2 separate regions of the Capsicum annuum genome follow, and region 2 is linked to region 1. The links are chromatin contacts, called in public Hi-C maps. All regions are on one chromosome and are shown on one strand. The core of a region is the stretch at or near the end of the contact, and the rest is flanking DNA. Distances in the headings are between cores, read along the strand shown. Region 1 has its middle 13 kb from the start of LOC107855035. Region 2 holds the start of LOC107855048 (formimidoyltransferase-cyclodeaminase).

Region 1 (3,965 bases), core at 587-3,086:
TTATTTCGCTATTGAATTATATTGTATATATGTAGATATGTATTGTATTGTTCCCAATAATACAATCAAAAAAATAATTTTCTTAAAAAACAAAGAGCTACAAAGAAAAGTCTAGCCTGGAACCCCAAAACATATTCAATTTCAAATGAAATTCAATTCCAATTGGAGTTGTTGTTGCTGTTTTCGTTAATAAGTAAAGGGATAAATTAAATTGGTGTTCATGGTTAATTGAAGAAGAAAGTCCGTTGTGTGTGTGTGTGTTTATGGTGATATTTACTGGAATTAAAAATTAATAGAAAGTAATTTTTTTTAAAGAAAAAGGTAGCAGTGGCTCAAAATAAAAAAGGAGTCAGCCGCCTACCATTAGCCCAATAAATGGCTAGAATTTAAAATTTTGAAACATTGGCCATCGTCGAGTCATTTGTTTTGGCCGAATGGCCATTTGTGTCTTTTTTCCAGAATAATATCTCATTGTCCTGATAATATTAATTTAGAGGTTTTACTGACTCAATCGCGTAAAATTTATTTTTTTTAATCCATATGAATTTCTCAAACACAAATCACCATCTGAAATTATTGTTGTCCTTTTCCCTTCAAACACATGAGTAGATTCTAAGAAATCAATATATGTTGATGATAATTGAACTGAATAATGATGAATGATTAAATTATTCAAAGATTGGAATGACTATCATATTGAGAAATTTTGTTTAGTGACATTCAATCACATAATCCTAATTTAAAAAATGCAATTATTGAGCTTTCCTGCCTCGGAAAGGAGCGCCCCTCCCCTCCCCCCAACTATCTTTTTCAACAACGAATTCTTAAAATTCAAAAGTCCTAGTTCATAGGTTGCTCTAAGTTATTTTGCACATGAATATATTATTGAAATTATGAAAATAAAAGTTACAAGTCAAATTAAAAGTAAATGAAGAAAATTGAATTACTATAAAACAATCAGTCCTATTAAGGACCATGAGTACAACAACAATAATAATATATCTAGTGTAATCCCACAAATAAATTATTAACCAAAAAGTACTAAAAATTAATAAGTATCATAAAATTTTAAACTTTTATGAAAATACACACGGTTTGTTTCGTTATTTGGGTTATTTTTAGCTTAAAATTAAAACCAAACCAAATAAAAGACGGTTTGGTTTTCTTCAATTCGATTTAAATTTTTGGTTTGTCTTGAACACCATAGTCGACATATATCTTCTCTTTCTTGTTCATCTTAAATACAAAATTTTCATTCGATTCTATCGTTGTATATTGTGATCTTGACATTGATTTTGTGAGTATTCTTTTAGAATGGTCAATGGAAAAGAACTACTTTGCCATGTTCATTTGTTATCTCTTCTTTTAATTGTGATGGTGATCCTATTATTTTTTAATTACGCTTCAGTCCCAAACAAGTGTGTTAAATTAGCCTTCGAACATTATGTTATAAACCAAACAGGAGAGCCCAACCCTAAATTAACCTCCGAACATTATGTTATAAACCAAACGGGAGAGCCCAATCCAAAAGACTAGCCTGATAGGTGGGAGAATCCATTTGAGTTATAAACTCCTTAAGCATTTCTCTATTTTTCCAATGTGGGACAATTGATTCATAACAATCGCCTCCACTTGAGAACCAACGACCTCGTTGGTCACGGTTGGCGCCCCTCTTAGGTCCAGGCCACCACTCTTGGCGCACAGAGTCCACCGCTCCGAGTCGTGGCTCCACGCGTGGATCGATCCTCATTGGTCACGACTATGCTCAGTTGGTCACGACTGACACCCCTCTTGGGTCCAAGCCACCACTACGAGTCACGGCCCAATACGCGGCTCCCACACGTGGATCGATCCTCGTTGGTCACGGTGGGCACCCTTCTTGGGTTCAAGCCACCACTCCTAGCGTGCAGGCCACCACTCCGAGTCACGGCCCAACGCGTGGGGCTCTCAATGAAAGCACCAATGTTATAAACCAAACAGGAGAGCCCAATCCAAAAGATTAGCCTAATAGGTAGGAGAACCCATTTGGCCTATAAACCTCTTAGCATTTCTCAATTTTTCCAATGTGGTACAATTGGTTCATAACACATTACTTACAAATCATGTGCTAAATTATTTAATTAACATGGTTGACCTACAAAATACTTGAACAAAGATGATAAAAGTCTTATCCATTTAAGCGATAGTAATATAGAGAGTAATTAATTAACTTAAGAAAATTATAGTAGCAATGGACTTGCACATTAGAAAGCTCTTCTGTGGTTTCTTTGCGCTCTGAAGAGCATAAGTACTCCCTGACTGGACATGGTCAACTATATTTGTCACCTTAACCAAAAGAAAATAAAAATTGGACAGTTAATTAATTTAAATGTTCGTCCACTATCCTTGCGCGAAATACTGGATTTTCAGCCAAGCAAATTCCTGACTGATTATCACAGTACAAAGGAATTGGATACATCACTTGTTGATGGAAGTCCTTTAACAGTTGCATAAGACAACTACTTTCTTGAGTTGCCATCCCTGTTGCTTGGTACTCTGCTTCAGTGGTTGACAAAGACACTGTTGGTTGTCTTTTGCTACACCAAGAAAATGCTCCAGACCCAAGCATGAAAACATAACCGGTAGTTGAGCGTCGAGTATCATGATCACCTGCATAGTCAGCATCACAATAACCAACTAGTTTACAATCTTCACCTCTTTTGTACATAATATCATAGCCTACCGTATTTTTCATATATCTCAGAATTCGGCAAACTGCTCCCAAGTGAGGTTTCTTCGGATGTTGTATGTATCGACTCATCAGAACAACTGCAAAAGAGATATCTGATCTTGTTAAGGTTAAGTAAATAAGACTTCCTACCAACTATCGGTACATTATAGCATCTTCTAAATCTTTCCCTTCATGAGCACATATTTTGGCGTTTGGCTCTATTGGCGTCGAGATTGGCTTACACTTAAATATTCTGAACTTCCTTAGCATCTCTCTGGAATATTTTTGCTGATGGAGAAATATTCCTTCTTGAGAGTAACTGACCTTTATACCAAGAAAATGCTTGAGCTGTTCAAGTTCTTTCATTTGGAAACAATCTAACAAGTTTTCCTTAGTTCAAAAATTTTCTTCTTCATAATCTCCTGTGATAATTAAATCATCCATATATACTAGTACAATAGCTATTTTATCTTCTTTAGCTTTGACGAACAAGCTAGCATCTACACTAGTCACCAAATATCAACTATGAGTAAGAAATTCAGCAATCTTACCATACCAGGCCCCCGGTGTTTGTTTTAATCCATAAAGTGCCTTTCGTAGCTTACATACATACTCAGGATAATCTTGATTTTGAAAGCCAATTGGCTGGTCCATGTAGATCTCCCGATCCATCTTCTCATACAAAAATGCATTCTTCACACCCATTTGCCACAAATTTCAATTTTTATAAGCTGCAAGTGCTAATAGGACTCGTACAATTGTAAGATTTGAACTAGACTAAGAGTTTCATCATAGTCTAGTTTATATTGTTAAGAAAATCCACGAACCACCAAACGAGCCTTATGCCTTTCGATTGACCTATCCGCTCGACACTTTATCTTGAAGACCCACTTGCAAGATATCGGCTTCACATTACTTGGTTTTGGTACAAGCTCTCAAGTCTGATTCTGTTTTAGAACTGACATTTCTTATTTCATGGCTTTACTCCACTTCTGATGCTGAGATGCTTCTTCAAAAGTCTCAATCTCAATTGTACCTTCTTCATCTACTATTACGACATTGGCATACTTTGGATTTGGTCTTTCGATTCTTGTTGATTTTCTGAGCTGAGTTGGTGTTTTCACTCCACTAGGTTCAGCTTGTTCACATGGTTGTTGTTACACACTAGTTTCCCAAGGATATTGGGCTACACCTTCTTAGACATTGTTTTCGTCATCTGCATCTTTTGTTTCTCCTAAATCCAATTGGATTTGAG
Region 2 (3,965 bases), core at 878-3,377, 130 kb before region 1:
CCATCTTTTCCCTTTATGAAATTAAAATGCACTTTTGTTCACTCAACGGTTGATTTAACATCCAGGGTCTGTGTTTTGTCACCTGAGCGGACCTAACACCAGATTCTTCTGAGAAGCTACATAAAACCGTTTATTTATTCTCATTAAGCAATGTTTACGCTTCATCAGTTAGATATTTGTTGTAGAGGCAGATAAAGTTTCATCAGTTAAAATGCACTTTTGTTCTTGGCATACTTTATCCAAAGAAGTCTAAGCTCAATCGCACAAGACATCTAATAACAGAAAGTCTACTGATTCTTGATTTTGGATTTCACATTCACCAGTGTATTCTTAAGTTCCGTAGTGAAAAGTGAAAGATGCATGTAAATATATGTTAGCCATGAACCAAGATTTCCTTTTTTATTCTACACACACCCAAAAAAAAAAAAAAAAAAAAAGTCGAAGAGGAGAGAGGAACCTGCAAGAGGAGTTTAAGGCCATCAACTTCACGGTCTTTCTCCTTGACAAAGTGGTTGCAGATGCGCCTGTCCCTGATCTTGTGAAGAGTCATAACTCCAAATAAAGCAGCACCAAATGCGAGCAGCAACAGAATTCCATATGATCTCTTTGTGTTCTGACTGTGTAAGTGCCCTTTCATGTTTTTGCTCTACCTATGTTCTTCAGGAAATTTATAAAGAAGTCGTGGGCAACCTAACAAGAATGGCCTCACTTCCCTCTCTCAGTGCAAGTATAGATTAATGTGTCACAGCTTGTGTGCTGCTTGTCATCTCAAATTGGTTGCTGCTTCCCCTCTCTCTCTCACACACACACAGAGAAGAGTCACCTAAACTGCCTACTTATTCTCTTCGCAGTCGACTTTTTTTTTTAATCTCTTGCAGTCCCACCTGTGGGATTACACTGAGTATGTTGTTGTTGTTGCATCTCTTGCGGAATAAGCTATATTTTCCTATTTTGAGGCGCGCAAAACAGTAGTTTCTACTCCAGCAGGACAACTCAGAAGGCTTTTTCTGTAATAAGCATTTATGATCAACTAGGGGCAACAAGTGTGACTTCGCTTCCATTTGCTTTTTTCTTTTTCATACGTAACTAATTTTTTAATCCGCACAAAGTCTCGTCTGTCCATGATTTAGAAAAACGAAAAGATGGAAAACTATACATCTCTGATTATTTATTTGCTATGCACGTAAGTAACCAAGTACAACAATTATATTTCAATCTCAAGTAAGTTGTAGTTGGTTATGTGAATCTTCACTTATCTCGCGACTCTGGTTAATTAAGAACTCAAATCAAATGCTTATGTCCGTTATTTGCACCAAATCATCGTTGCATAACATGCATTTACTTAAATTTGATGTAGTAAGACTTTTGTTATCCCTATTTCTTTTTTCCAAATGAGTTTGTTGATTATGCCATAATAAGCTATAGTCAAAAGGTTTGGCCTTATATTTAGCAACAAGCAATTTACCTGGTTGAGTAGAACCAAACAGAACAAATACAAAAGCCTAGCTTCACTCTCAAGAATAAAGCCATGGAACTATTCTGCACCCTTGACATTATTTTTCCTTCATATTTCTACTTATATTCTTCTCCACATATACATATAGTAACACCAAAAACTTTGTGTGGGATTTATATGGAGTCTTTAACTAGTAAGCATGTACAAGTTTTGTTTAAACATATTTAACTTGAATTGGTAATCAGAAAAGAATTTTGATTACTTCTAAAATGTTTTTGTCATTTTAGGTTCTCATTTTCAAATATTATTATATGCATATTCTTATTTGGTATATTCTTCCCGCAAAAATAACTTTCGTAGATTCATACGTAAGTTATTGTGATATATTTATGTGGCAAAGGGAAATGGTAAACCAAATATCTGACCCGATTATGATTTTCTTTATGCATTTGAAAATCTGGCATCCATGAAATCTTTCTTTTGTTAAAATGGTGCAAATGGAACTTCAAAAAAAAAAATCTTAAGTTTAAAATGACGTAAATGAAACTCCAGAAAAATTTCAAAATAGTGCAACTAGTACTCCAGAATCTGACAATTTTTTTTCGAGTTCCAATACAATATCTTGGAGTGTCACATGTAAAAGTTTCAAAGTCCAGCAATATGCTGGAGTTTCGCATTTAGCTAACAATATTTCTTCCCAAATTGAGTTATCATGACTATACCTTTCAATATCAGAAATTCTTTTCAACTGAGAGATTTTCACAAGGACTAAATTTTCAAAATGGGCTACCAAAAAGTATGGGCTTGAACAACTACTAAAGCCCACTTGATAACCCAAATCACTAGCCCAAACTACACATAGAACAATCTCAAAATTCTACACGTGGAGTAGAAATAATCCATAACCAATCTCTTCCTGAACCAAAATTTTTTAATCCAGGAACAAGAAAAGAAATGCTAAAATTATTGTTATCTTGTTGTAAGATATACATATCAGAAAGCAAAAACAAAGCAGCACTTAAATCAATTGAAAAAGCTGCTAAATTATTTCCAGAGTGTCCCATCGTTAACAAGTTTGAAGATGAGATTTACAACAGAGTTGGTTACACACTTGTTTCCAAATTTTCTACCAATTTAAAGAATGCATCTTTTGCTATGGTTAAAGTTGCATTTGAGAAAATTGATTTTCAAGAACATTGTGGGACTCATCCTAGGCTTGGTGTTGTGGACCATATTTGTTTTCATCCCTTGAGTGGAACTTCTTTGGATTTGATTGCTGATACTGCTAAGTCTTTGGCATTTGAAGTTGGTTCTAATCTTCAAGGTTTGTCTTTTACCCCCTCTATTTATTTTTACTTGTCCATTTTGCACTTTGTATGCTCCTTACAAAATAATATTAATATGAATATTTTACCATAATGTTAATAGTAATTGATGTATATTCTTAGGTGGTGAGGAATGATTTTTGGAATAAGTAATTAATGTTGAGTGTGAAACCTTAAAAAAGTAATTGTCTTTTCTTGATATGTTAAAAGTGATGAGTAAAAGTATAAATTTATTTTTGGAATAATGAATAGTATGCGTGAACGGAGGGAGTATTATTTTGGTGATACACCCTTTATTGTGTGCACCTTAACTAGTTTCATAGTACTGCACCTCTTATAAATGTTTTTTTGTTATAATGATGGTATTGTAACTAGTTTGTGTGCAACTCGACTAAATTAACATGTACTAACTCTGTCCACCTTATATTCCCCTGTCCAATTTTGTTTGTCTAGTATTGACTTGGCACACTGCTTAAGATGCAACAAATAGAATGAGAATTTAACAATATCACCTTTGAATATAATAACTTCGGTGCTTTGGGATATGTATTGAGAAATGACTATAGTAATAACTAGGTTAAACTAGGAACTGATAAATAACAAGGTTAAAAGGATCATGTCTATTTCTGAGAATCAGTCCGGATTCATGCGCTCGACTACAGAGGCCATCCATCTCATAAGGAGACTGTGGAGCAGTATATAGGGAGAGGAAGAAGGACTTGCACATGATGTTTATCGATTAGAAAAAGGCTTATTACAGGGCCCTATGGAAGTTCTTTGGAGGTGCTTGGAGGCTAGAGGTGTACCTGTAGCATATACTAGGGCAACTAAGGATATGTATGGTGGAGCCAAGACTCGTGTAAGAACCGTGAGAGGAGACTAGGAGTACTTTCTCAACTTATTACAGGGTCCCTAGGGAGGTTCTTTGGAGGTGCTTGGAGGCTAGAGGTGAACCTATAGCGTATACTAGGGTAACTAACGACGTGTATGATGGAGCCAAGACTCGTGTAAGAACCGTGGGAGGAGACTAGGAGCACTTTCTCCTCTGATGAGGTGACATCAGGGATCGATTCTTGGCCTGTTTTTATTTACATTGATGATGGGTGTATTGATGTGGAAAATTCAAGGTGAGGTGCTTTGGTATATGCTATTTGCAGATGATGTTGTTTTGATTGACAAGACCC

Evidence for each region. A called contact is a pair of places that touch in the nucleus more often than the background predicts.
Region 2: a contact with region 1 is called in a Hi-C map of leaf, with 2.0 times the contacts expected there. The contact joins the promoter of LOC107855048 here to the enhancer-like site in region 1. A contact is called at or near these places in 2 of 5 Hi-C or Micro-C datasets (bud and leaf).

Annotation. Positions count from the first base shown.
Region 1 is chr7:202,739,467-202,743,431 of UCD10Xv1.1, reverse strand. No RefSeq gene overlaps it. Among protein-coding and RNA genes, the nearest start is that of LOC107855035, 13 kb to the left of the region's middle. Within about 2 kb of position 1,836, at least 1 of the 5 cell types and tissues checked has an H3K27ac peak or open chromatin away from gene starts, as enhancers often do. A contact at or near this core is called in leaf, where this site is marked.
Region 2 is chr7:202,874,716-202,878,680 of UCD10Xv1.1, reverse strand. It overlaps LOC107855048 (formimidoyltransferase-cyclodeaminase), which reads left to right and starts at 2,127. Exons shown (of 2, transcript XM_016700036.2): 1 at 2,127-2,780. The coding sequence starts at 2,411.